2 separate regions of the Oryzias latipes genome follow, and region 1 is linked to region 2. The links are chromatin contacts, called in public Hi-C maps. All regions are on one chromosome and are shown on one strand. The core of a region is the stretch at or near the end of the contact, and the rest is flanking DNA. Distances in the headings are between cores, read along the strand shown.

The links. A called contact is a pair of places that touch in the nucleus more often than the background predicts.
Region 1: a Hi-C map of embryo shows a contact between it and region 2, with 1.9 times the contacts expected there. The contact joins the promoter of LOC101163729 here to the enhancer-like site in region 2. A contact is called at or near these places in 4 of 5 Hi-C or Micro-C datasets (embryo and fibroblasts).

Annotation. Positions count from the first base shown.
Region 1 is chr4:18,961,974-18,968,068 of ASM223467v1, reverse strand. LOC101163729 (retinal Mueller cells isomerohydrolase) reads left to right here and starts at 4,126. Exons shown (of 14, transcript XM_004068058.4): 1 at 4,126-4,284; 2 at 5,759-5,841; 3 at 5,977-6,095. The coding sequence starts at 4,130. It overlaps depdc1 (DEP domain-containing protein 1A), which reads left to right. Exons shown (of 12, transcript XM_011474212.3): 9 at 248-420; 10 at 825-1,001; 11 at 1,503-1,709; 12 at 1,865-2,839. The coding sequence ends at 2,002.
Region 2 is chr4:18,904,317-18,910,435 of ASM223467v1, reverse strand. fnbp1l (formin-binding protein 1-like) reads left to right here. Exons shown (of 17, transcript XM_020702532.2): 15 at 236-273; 16 at 1,537-1,657; 17 at 3,149-5,247. The coding sequence ends at 3,156. Among protein-coding and RNA genes, the nearest start is that of LOC111947372, 25 kb to the right of the region's middle. Within about 2 kb of position 4,140, at least 3 of the 8 cell types and tissues checked have an H3K27ac peak or open chromatin away from gene starts, as enhancers often do. A contact at or near this core is called in embryo, where this site is marked.

The DNA of each region.
Region 1 (6,095 bases), core at 2,877-5,376, 58 kb before region 2:
ATCATCATTTGTATAATCTAGAAAAATGAATCACAGATTGACTGGTTCTGCTGATAAAACAACAGTATCATTCCAGACAACTTGGAAGCCGTCAGGTTGATGTAAACATTCAGTGAATTCAGATTGGCAACTTAAAAACAATTTGTAGTTCAATACATCACGCATTAAATTTAGTAAGGAAGTGTTTTTTCATCCCTTGTGGTTGCGTTTTTTGTCTTTTTACGACATCGTGACTGTCTTCAAATAGGTGTCCTCCAGCCTCAGTGTGAGCGTGTTGCCATTGAGGCTCTGCAGCTTTGCACTCTCCTGCTGCCTCCTGCATCTCGCAGGAAGCTGCAGCTTCTCATGAGGATGGTGTCTCGCATCAGCCAGAATGTGGACATGCCTCGTCTCCATCCTGCAATTAGCACTCGGACGTTGGTGAGGAATGCACATTTTTAAAAACCCAAACTGCAATCAAAAAATGTCTCGAGGTCATGAATTGTTTGTAAATAAACATTTCACCAGCCGGTGAACGTGCACAAGAGAATCCTTTTACTCACTTAGCTAGACTTTGAGCCATAATTGCATCCAAAGGCTTCACAACCAACATCAGCAGAGGATCACCATCAGCTGTGTGGAATAGTTTAGAAAAGTCTGCTAATATCCCACCCACCTGCCACTGAATACCACCTGATAGATGGATTAGCCTGCTGCCGGAGCGACGCAAAGATTCATTTGTCTTTTAAGCATTTACAAATGCGAAATGCACCAATATTTGAAGCTGTGAAGCTGACTTTTGTTTAAACGACATTGCATACATTAATTTTTTTTGTGTTTCTCAGATGGTTCACACATTTTCAGGCTGTATTCTGAGCAGCGCTGAAGAGTGTGACTTGGATGAGCTGCTGGCTACCAGACTGGTGTCATTTCTAATGGACCACCAGCAGAGTATCTTCTCAGTTCCAGAATACCTGCTCAATGCCATCAGTGACCACATACAGCATCTGCGCACCGTGCAGGTACTCCTGTCGATTGTTCATCTAAAAGACGAGGCTACCGCACAGTGGGGCTGCACAATATGAGGAAAACTTGCCATACAGGATATTAGTGATCAATATTGGGATGATGATATAACCTGTGGTATATGAACAAATGGCAAAACAACCAAAAATATAATTTCCATTTCACTGAAACAGTTTAATAATATACTCCAAAAGACTATCGTCAACATAGGAAGCGAACATCTAACATAAAAGGGCTCCATCTGATTGGTCAACAACGTGAAGGGCTGCATCTGATTGGCCAAATGGATTTATTTAATTCGTTAAATACTTCACGCTGCCATAAGATTGTTGTTGCACATTTAAGGAAACCATTTATTGCAATTTTTGCCGTCCTATGCCATATGCATATAGCACAGCTTGATCTTGCGATAACGATACATTTGTGATATATTGTACAGACCTACCACACAGCAATACCTGCATATTTATGGGATCAACATCTCATCCTGGGTTTAGGTCCCTGTGGATTCTGTTCCCAAACCTGAGAGCGGGGAGGACGTTTGTATTCCAGTGCCCATGTACACATTTTGTCACCAAATAAGCGGCGCTGAGTTTGAAGAGCAAAAGCTAACTTCCTCTCAGAAAGCCATGGAGGAGCTGCTGGAGATCCTGCTTACTGATCAGAACATAAGTGAGAAGGACAGACGCAAGAAGCTGAAGCAGGTTATTATAACCCCTTTATAGAATTGAACTTCACACTTTGTTTTAGCTTGTTTGGTTTGAAATGCTTGTTGGTGGCTGCAGCTTTCTGAATTTACAGTTTGTCATTCACACATATCTTTGCTCCTGAAAGACTGACCAAGTGTTGTTTGCTTCAGTTCCAAAAGCAGTATCCAGACATTTACAAGCGACGTTTTGCATCCTCGGCACGAGAAAACAAGACGGACAGTAGACCAAAGATCAAGCCTCCCCTCCTCTCCATCAAGAAAAGCAAAGCTTTCAGCATCAGGAGCTAAAGAATTCAAGAAACTGCATTCAGACACTCCACACAGGAGCTCGTTTTTACTAACATTGTTACATCCTCCATGTTGTTTCAGTTGTGTTTTAGTGAGAGGGATTCAGCGGGACAGATTTAAAACGCGTATTTGTTGGATGTGTTTTAATGTATTGATAGTTCTATCATTTTAAGACAAATCCTCTTAAAAAGGACATTCTTTAACAGTGATTACATGTTGAAACGAGGTGCAGTTCTGAAGTCACTGGTCAGTTTGGGATTACCGGTAAATTGGTCTTTATTTATAGACATATTTATAAGAATAGAACATTGGGAGTGTTGCTAGTTTTCCAAAGATTTTTGTTCTGCATTTCCAGGTGGATTTTTTTCTTTATCTCTTTATTGGGTTTTAAGTTTTTTTTTTTTTTTTAAGTAGGGAGTATTTTAAATTTGCACCCCAGGTGTTTCCATGTTAATATTGTGACTAAAAGAGGTGAGTAGATCTTCTCTAGTTTGTGCAATTTACATCATGTTTAGAGTCTATAATTAACCAGAAACCTGAAACTAGTCCTGTAAAACAGGCACCAAAATTGTTTGATATACAGAACTGTTTCAGTATAAAAAAACTGATGGCAAGGTGAGGAAATATTTCACTCTTTTTAACAATCCTTTTTTGTGTGTTTATTTTTTGCAATGTGAAGTATTCTTTCTAACTAGATGTTAGTTTTTACCTCATCAAATTGCTTGAAGTTGATTTCTTTATTCAGAATACATAGGAGTGTATATTGTGCAGCTTCAACAATTTATGGTTTACTATGCAAAATCCTTGGAAATAAACATATTTGTGACTGAAATCATTATTGATTATGAGTGTTATGACAAATTCTTGGAGAATTTATGTTGCTTAAGTAAATTTTCCATTTAAATGAAGCGGTTATATTAATTAATTGTCTTCAAACGTACAGGCCTGACTGCAGCTTCCTGGTAAAATTCTTCCAGTGTTACAGTCACTGTTTCAATGCAGGGCGAAATTACATTTTTTGTTTTTGCGATTACTGGCAATGAGTCTTACAACATAGTTGTGGATTTAGGCACACTGACCTGCAGGATTGTTATAATTCAGCTGTATTAAGATGCCAGAGCATCTATTAAGTTAAAATCAACACCTTGATGAAGCCACTCCAGTCTTTATTTTGCTCTTCATAAAAGTGTTGTCTTTGATTTTCTAAAAATGTGGGAGATATTCTTTTTTAGATATTTTTGGTTGAAAGCAGATTTCATGGTTTAATTAAGCAGCAAAACAGCCTCCAGACCATTATACTACCTCCTCCATATTTGACTACCATGACTTTTCAACAGTTGCCAAAACGTTTTTTCAACATTTTGCAGAAAAACATAAAATGACTTTACAGCTGCTGTTAAATGTCATCCCAAGCAATTGAGTCACACCATACGTTAAACATAAATGAAGGCTGTGAAGAATCCTGAAATACACTCCCGTAGCCCTAACCTGAGGAAGTAGCTCAAACAAAACAAATTGGTAGTTGTAGCGATCTTGTGTCATTATCTGTCTGTAATGGTCTGGTCAATAAGTTGCTCATTTTGGAAAGCAAATTTCACTTTTGGGGTGAAACTGTTATTACTGAACTTAATCTACTTTCTGAGGTGCCTGTCTCAGCAGGAAGACACTGGATGACAGCCATTTCAATCCTTTGAAGAGTGACTTTTGTTCTCTGTCATTTATCAAAACTTCAGATAACAGAACTGACAACCCCCACCCCACAACCCCGAAGCCTCTAGCCAGTCTCTGAGTAATGGCAGAGGCTGTCTGGAACTAATTAGGTAGAAACTGTTTTTGCATGCACGTCCACCTTCCAACAACACTTAGGCACTGCTTTTATAAGTGCTCACTTTATATGTTTGGCCTAAATCATTTTCTGGTGGGAGAGTTTGTGTTCACTGGATGACAAAGGCCTTGTGTAGGCGACCTCAGAAGATTCTGTTTGGATTTTAAGGCCTGAAAAGAGACCAGACAAAGCAGGTTTGTTCAACTCTGGGTAAGGCTTGAGGAGGTCGGGTAGGAGGTTCAGGGAGGGGGAGTGAGAGCAGAGGACATGAAAGTAAGGAAGGGTGGAAAAGGGGAGGGATCATGACAAAAAAAAAGGGGCAGGGTGCTTGCATTTTCATTCCTTTCTGTGAAAAAAAAAAACTGTGGTTTAAATCCAAGTCTAAATCTCTACAAGCAACTAGTGTGATTGTGTGGACAACCAAAGCAACAACGTTGAAGAGCAACATGGTCAGTCGGTGAGTAACACGTTCAATTTACTGTTTAAGATGTTTCTTTCAGCAGAAAATAGAATTTGGGACTTCTTCGGGGTTGCAAATGTTTATTTTTCTGGAATAAAACCAGAAAAAGTTGCTGGCAGACATGGCTGTTATGCTGAAATCATCCAGTGAATCAAATGAAAAAATATCAGATGACGCAGGCTGGAAATAGAGAACTGGCAAACCCAAACAAGCTGCACCAGCCTTTTGCAAAAATCTGCAGCATGGGGGGAAGAAAAGAGATGATTAAAAGCAGGAGAGGGAAACCAGTAAAATGGAGAGAGCAGTAAAACATGAAGGGCTGCACGACAAAACATGGATTAAAAAAGAAAGGATTTATGATTGTTAATCCAACAATCCATCATTAAAAGTTTAAATCCCTCAAATTTTACTCTGTGTCTCAGATTATATAATGAATGTCGGAAGTTGATGTTTTAAGTTATGTCAAGTCTGTCAATTTCGTAAAATAACCTAGAAACATAATTTTAATATACTTAAGAATCTTTATGGCAAATATTTTGACCATAATAAACTTTTTTCAATGCCAATAAGGACTAATCAATGCAGAAATAGATTATCCTGACTATGAACCACAGTGGTGGGAGTGTGATGGTGTGGCACACACCACACTAAAGTCTGGTATGCAATGTGAGCAAAACCAGATGGAGATCAGCAACAGAGCCTTTGGCAAACAACAGACAAAGTAAAACCAATGAAGTACTTAATTTAAGAACCTTAAAAATGTAAGGTGAAGAATAAAAACAACCAACTGAATCCAAATATTAGTAGAAAAATGTTAAAAAAAAGTAATGGTGTCTGTAAGCAGTTTTTTTCGTACATGTTTTTTTCCTCGCTGGTCAGTTTCTGGATAATACTGGTTCCAAACCAAAAGTTGTTCCAAATGCCTGATGTTTCCTGGCAGTTTTATATCCTCAAGCAAAAAAGCAAATCTAGGTGTGAATTTATCTGTATTTCCTGCCAGCTGTAGCTGAGTCTGCAGGACTGAGTTTCTGTAATTAGCTCATGTTGGTTTGCTACCTGGTTTATTTTTATGGCTATGACTCTTAAACTAGTAAATGGCACATTTGCTTTCATTAGTGAGTTCATCCTGCAGTTAATACCTTGTTCAATTGTCTGCTGTTTCAGCACAGTCATGACATGAGACCTTATTTTTGTGTCAATCAGTTCAGTTCTTTGCCTTTTTCTCTTTTGCTTAGGCTGCTTTCTCTGGTCTCCCTATCCTTTTTAGTACTTTTTCTTTTTTTGGGGGGGGGTGGGGGGGCGTAATCTGAACTACATCTTCCACAACACAACAGTTAAAACCCTGCTTAGACAGAGTAACACAGATATTTGGTGAACCAACAACTCCACAATAAAACTGCTAACTGATTCATGCCTAAGGTTTTATTTACATAGGTTGTTGTAGAATTAATCCCTCTTCATCTCTTTCCAGCGTGGAGCATCCTGCTGCAGGCTACAAGAAGATCTTTGAGACAGTGGAGGAGCTGGATGAACCCATTCCTGCTCAAATCAGTGGTAAAATAAAGAGGATATATGAGCACCATCCCACCCAATGCTGTTTTGCTAATATTTCCCACTAATGGATTGCTTGGGGAGATTTGGCTAACTAGAGAGTTGACAGGATCAGGATGTGCAATCCTGTCTCCCCAGGTGTTATCCCATCATGGCTGGGGGGCAGTCTTCTCAGAATGGGTCCCGGCCTGTTTGAAGTGGGAGATGAACCCTTCCACCACCTGTTTGATGGACAGGCTCTCATGCACAAGTTTGAC
Region 2 (6,119 bases), core at 2,891-5,390:
GCCAATTAAGAGTTTTTAGTGAACAAACAAAAGTCTTTTTAGAAAAGGACTTTAAAATTTTCATGAATAGGATTTCAACAAAAGAGTAGCACGGAATTCACTACAGAGAAATCTGTCTGAACATTGTGAGTTTCTTAGTGGGTTTTTTTTTTCTAATAAAAAGCAAATGTAATACTTTTCTAACATAAGAATAAAATGCACATCAGTAACATGAGACTGTTTGTTTGACTCTTAGGTAAGAATGAAGGAACGCTGATGATGGCAGAGGATGAGGTAATGCTTCTTTGTTGTTTTTTGGGGAATTTAACTGATGTGAAGAAAATGTTTCTAGTTTTAGGTGGTGACAGAAGAGATGTGGACACAATCTCTAGTTTTGTTTTCTAATGAAACTGAAGCATCCCATCATTGATTCCTGTACCTGCAAATAGTATGAGCTGCCTGCCTTTACTCCCTTTGATTCAAAATGTCGTCTTTTATTATTCATGTGCCACCAGACACGAAAGATGTTATGACTTTGACATTTTGATACCTGTTCCCCAACAGTTCTCCCTCTATTCTCATTCTATTAGTAAAACAGTTTGAGCCCATGACATAACCAATTATAAATAAGTGATAGATTCATAAAAATACATTTAAGAGACTTTATTCAGATGCTAAATAATACTTACCCGTTAAAAAAAACTCACTTCATTTTATTCTGATTCATCCAGATAATAAGTCACACCAAGGAACTTTTTTAATTAAAAAAACATGTGTTTGGGGCTTTTCGGCATAGATTTAAGTTATTTTACTACTTAATACTTGTAAAACAAATCTACTGTGTTTGTATATCTAAAAAAGCTGTTTGAATAGTTCATGGTGTGGATTATGGGACAAATACAAATGTACTGTTTTTTAAAGTTGGGTTTATTGAAATTCTGGAAACTATTGAAACTTAAAACAGCACTCATTGTGTTTAAAGCCAGAAATGGCTTATTTCCAGTAAACATACAACAAAAGTTCAAGGTCAGAGGTGGGAGTTACAATTTAAGAAATCAGCTGAACTTCAAAAAACAGTGCATTCGTACTACACAAGAGAAAATGTGCTTATGAATTTGTGGTGTGGATTTATGGAACGGGCTGGATGAAGGTTTAAAACAAAGCAAAGTTTACATGCATTCAAAAAAACCTACAAGATGTCACTGATGGAACTTTACAAGGCAAGAAATGATCAATAAATACAAAAATGTCCCTTCTGTATAGGTGCTATGCAGAATGTATGTGAATGTATAACCTGTACAAAACTGTAAATAGAAATACGCAGATCATCAGGTGCTGTAAAAAAAAGGGGTGGGATCTCACAAGATTTCTCTTCAACCCACTCCTTTTTAAGCACACTATCTTGTTTCATCTGTCTAATTTAAACTCTTGTGTTTATTTTCATTTGTTTGAAATAAAGAAATTGAATTGAATTTTAGGTCATTAACCTGCATTATCCTCAGTGCTGCTTTATTTTGGAGAGATTTGTCTAATATATCAAGTTCTAACCGTTTCCAGGTGTTGTACATCATAGAGGAGGACAAAGGCGACGGCTGGACCCGAGCGAGGAAGCAGAGCGGAGAGGAAGGCTACGTCCCCACCTCCTATGTGGAGATCACCATGGAGAAAAACAGCAAAGGTGCCGTCACCTACATCTGAAGCGTCGTCATTCTCCTGTCTGTCATTTCCTCCATATCGTCCTCACTCATCAACTCAAAAAGGATGAGGACAGCATCTGCATGGAAGTCTGTCGCCTGCTCTGTCTTCTTGTTTGCATCCCATCTCTCTTCCTCTTTGCCCGTTTGTTCCTCCAACGCTGCAGTCCTCTCATACTTGTGAAGTGATGCCTCAGAGGTGAGTCTCTCAGACAGACAAACGACAGAACCCTGTTCCAGCCTCCGGTTAAAGCTGCAGCACTTCAGAACGATCAAAGTGTTCAAGATCCATCAGTGTAATATATTAGAAACGTCACTGCCTGCTGATTATTTTAAAGCTTCTTTTTTTGTATCTGGAGATGTTCAAACTCCCTGATTTTACGTTGAACTGTCAACATTTGTACTTTGTGAAATGTGTTTTTAGTTGATCTGTCTTTTCATGTTTCACATGTTTGTGTTTCCAGTGCCATCCCTCCAGACTCTGTCTGGATTTTAACTGCAGTAAAACCTTTTCTAAAATCTTTGAAAAAGATACAGAAGAAAGCACTATAGCTTTTTACAGAATCCACTGTCACATCAATTTTATGTCACTTTTTTAGTGCATTTAATATTATTTGTCATTCACAAGTATTACATGCTAAGCAACAAATTAAGGTCCCCTTAACGAATGGACGGACTGTATTTCCAACAGAAAAAATAAACCGGAAAAAACATTTGATCATTTAAATATTGAAAGAAATCTTTTTTCCAGATATATTTTTATTCATAGACTAGATTTAACGCACGTTTTCATCATATCCAAAGCTACAGAAGTTTAGTCAGATTGAATGTTTTAAAATTGGTGACTAGGTTTCCCATAATACTCTAATCTGTAACTGAAGCTCGATGTCAAACAGAAAAAGGTTCAGAGCGCTGTCTTCACATTTTATTGTTGTAATTTTTTACTTAAATTTACGTTTATCCTCCCAGTTGGAAGACTTTTAGGGAACTAATTGTGTTATTTCAATTATTTTAAGAGGTTTCTTTTTTTTTTTTTTACTTTAAAAAGATGTTTATAGAAACTTCTTCCAGCTGTTTTCCTGCACACTCACGTGTCCCCATAATTCCAGAGAAAGTGCGGGTTTTTCTTCATAATTTTGGACATTAACGTTATCAGACTGTTGGCTTCTCTAACAGCTACAAAAATGGGCCCCAATGACAGCTGCGGGGAGCAATTGAGTAATGTAATTACTGCCAGTGTTGTGTTGTCATTCTGACGGTGTCCAATAAAATCCTTATTGACATACTTCCGCATTTAACATCCCACCTTGTCTTTATATCCTGCAAAGTTCATGTTTTAATAGAACTAGACAAAAAAATCCAGATTTTATTACCAAATATGAAACATTTAATTCATAAAGAGTTTCTTCTCTGAGCTTCAGGTTGGATCTAAGTGATGATTTGGGTAACCGTCTCTCTTTTCCATGTGACTGCAGGTTCCTGAGGGCTGCAGAGTGGCCAGGCGATTTGATTGGCTGGTGGAGGGCTCATGCTGATTGCTGATTATTGGTGGTGGGGCTGATTGTGCATTAAAGAAAGAGGAGAAGGGGGGGCGGCATCTGCATGTCTGCATGCTCACATATCCACTATCAGGGTAGAAGTTGGTAGAATACATGATCCCAAAGTCGCAAACAGGTAACAACGTCTTGTACATCCATAAATATTTGCACTAAAAGGAGTGTTTGCAGCATTCTCACTGGGAGGTGACATCTGCTCCAGATTCTTATAGTAACATGATTCTGCATGTTGATCAACCCTGCTCTGTAGAAAAATAAGATCTAACCATCTACAGTTCATAAACTTAATCTGTGCAATCAGAGTAGTTTGACCTGATCAACATCACGAGGGAAAAGGTCTTTAGTTTTGACCGATGCTGCTTGTAATCATCCATTAATAGTTAAATTGCCCCTGAGAGAAGAATTAGTGCAGCCAGCAGTTTTATTCCGACCGTTGCCTGCTGGATTTTATTAACTGTTACTAATCTTTGCCTTTTAAACTGTCATATCATTATTGAAACCTGTTAGCTTTAGGCTAAATCAGACCCGGAGGCTCATAATTTGTGCAGAGGTGAGAGCATAAATAAATATTCAGTTAATCTTTACTAAGGGGATTTGTTCCTCCTGAGCTTTTGATTCCACATCTTTGTACTTCAAATAAAACCCATGAGACTGCCAGTAAAGCCTCTCTGCTGCAGCCTTAATGCCTTTGTCTTCACTGAAACACATAGAACAGGCAACAAGCTTTAAGTTGTCACCCTCGCCTGTGTTTGCTGCACAACTCTGTTAAAAGCTGCTTCAGCAGAAACGCAGATTTACAGTCAGGGAGTTGTGCGTAGTTCTTTTTAAACCACTAACATTGTCAGCGCTGCTCGCTTCAGCTCACTCCTATCCTCATCTGTGCTCTGTTGGTGATGTCTGCCTGCCTGAGCCACTCTGCTCCTCATGCCTGCCCCCAACCTTCATCAAGCCGCATGTTTGTAACATCCTCCCATTAGGATTCAGTTGTGTTTGTGAAGCCGTGATTTATGTTTAACTCCATTCTGTCATTTTCCTCCTTTCCTGAAGCATGATTTATTTTAAGTAACAAGTGTCAGAATGGATGAAGCAGACAGCAGGACTTTCAGGTGAATAGAGGACCCCTTTTGTCCTCTTCCGCTCCATTTCCTTTGTTTTTCTCTTGGGATACAATACCACCCGTTGAACAGCAGAGGGCGGCCTTCTCCAAAGCCCTGCTCAGTGGTGAGCTCTGGACTCTGCCTTAAACCCTTCACACTGTAACCATGGAGACTTTTTGAAGAAAAAACAATGTTTGCTCCCATCTTTTGACTACATCTCCCATCATCCATCAGGGCTGTCACCAACCCCCTCAGACGCGGTTCCACAAACCTTTTTTAATTCTGTTTGTGAATGTGACGACAGACACAAATGAAATGTAAATATGAACATCTGTCATGTCTTGCTGAATGTGTTTCTATGGTGATTGTCTTTAGGTTTGTTTGAACTGAACCGATGCACTTTGTCCCGATTTACTACAGCATTTGAACATGATTAAAGAGTGAACGGATGAGTCTGCACTGATTGTAGAGAAGTGCTCCATTTTATTATGACCACTAAGCAAAAGAAATTGATTTTATACCTGTTTTGTAACTTTCCCTTCTTTTTATAGACTCTCTAATCTGTAATGTTTCTCTTAATTGTTTTTTGACTGCAAAATGTTTGATAAAGTGCACAGTAAGATTGCTCTAGGTTAAATGAAAAGCATAGGAGTCCTTTCATGAAAGCCAGAAGGTGTCTGAGCTTTAATTTTTTTGGAAAAAAAAAAAGCTGTGAAATGATCAGAACAATGCTGTAGATTTTACTTGAATCTGTAATTCCTCATCGTGTCACTGTTTCCATCTGTGACCGTTTAGCAATCAATACTGGAGGAATGGTTGAACATTAAAATAATCCACCTTTCAGGTCTTTTTGCTTTGAAATCAATCTGCTTCCCTATTGCCTTTTGTTAAAATAAAGAAAAAGCAAATAATAAATGGCCATTAGTGCCTGTATATTATTTTTTCGAATAGTCTCTGGGATCCAAATTGGTGCAAAAACAAAAGTCTATACGTTTTGTAATAGCTTATAAGATCCATCACTAACCATTTTATTAAAATTAGACATCTAGTGTCATATTTTAGACATATAGTTTAAGTCGTATTGCAGTCTTTTTTATGCAATTTGAAAAGAATCAAAACGTTGAATAGTTATTGTAATATTTCCTGTAAACAGTTTATTTCCAGCTGCTCTGTTTTCATAAAAATGTCCTCCAAAAATATCCAAACTGAACTGATGTGAACAGCATGCGACTGCGCTCAAAGGATTCAGTCTATATATTAAAGTAATACGCTTTTGTCATTTCCAGGAGGTTAAATTAAAGAGTTGACGACCTTTAAATTGGTCTCCTTGGAAAGGTCAGTGTACTGTCCTCGCTGGAATGTGTTTCGTCATCTGTGGTGCAACACTTGTAAAAAATGATCAAGAAATCCTTCAAACCTTTTATATAAACCAGTGATATGTAGCATACTGGCCTGTGTATGTCCTGAGCGGTTCAGTTATGTACAAAGATGCAAAGTAAGAAATGAAGTTTGGCGGGAAAGCTGCTTTCTGACATCAGTGTACTGAAAGCCACTGCGGCCGAGGCATTTCCTCTGCCAACTCTTCTTCACGTGTGTTCCATTCAAATCTCCATCATTTTTTGTTTCTTTTTTAGTTTCTCAAACGAGAGCGACAAACTGGTAGCAGGATTTCAAATCTAGATCAGATGGCAGTTCTTTTCTCTCCATGTTGTCTTGCACATTTTTTACTTTAAATGTTGGACACTATGTGGACTTTTTTTTTTCCTTCGCAAAATAATCTTCTAATAAAATAA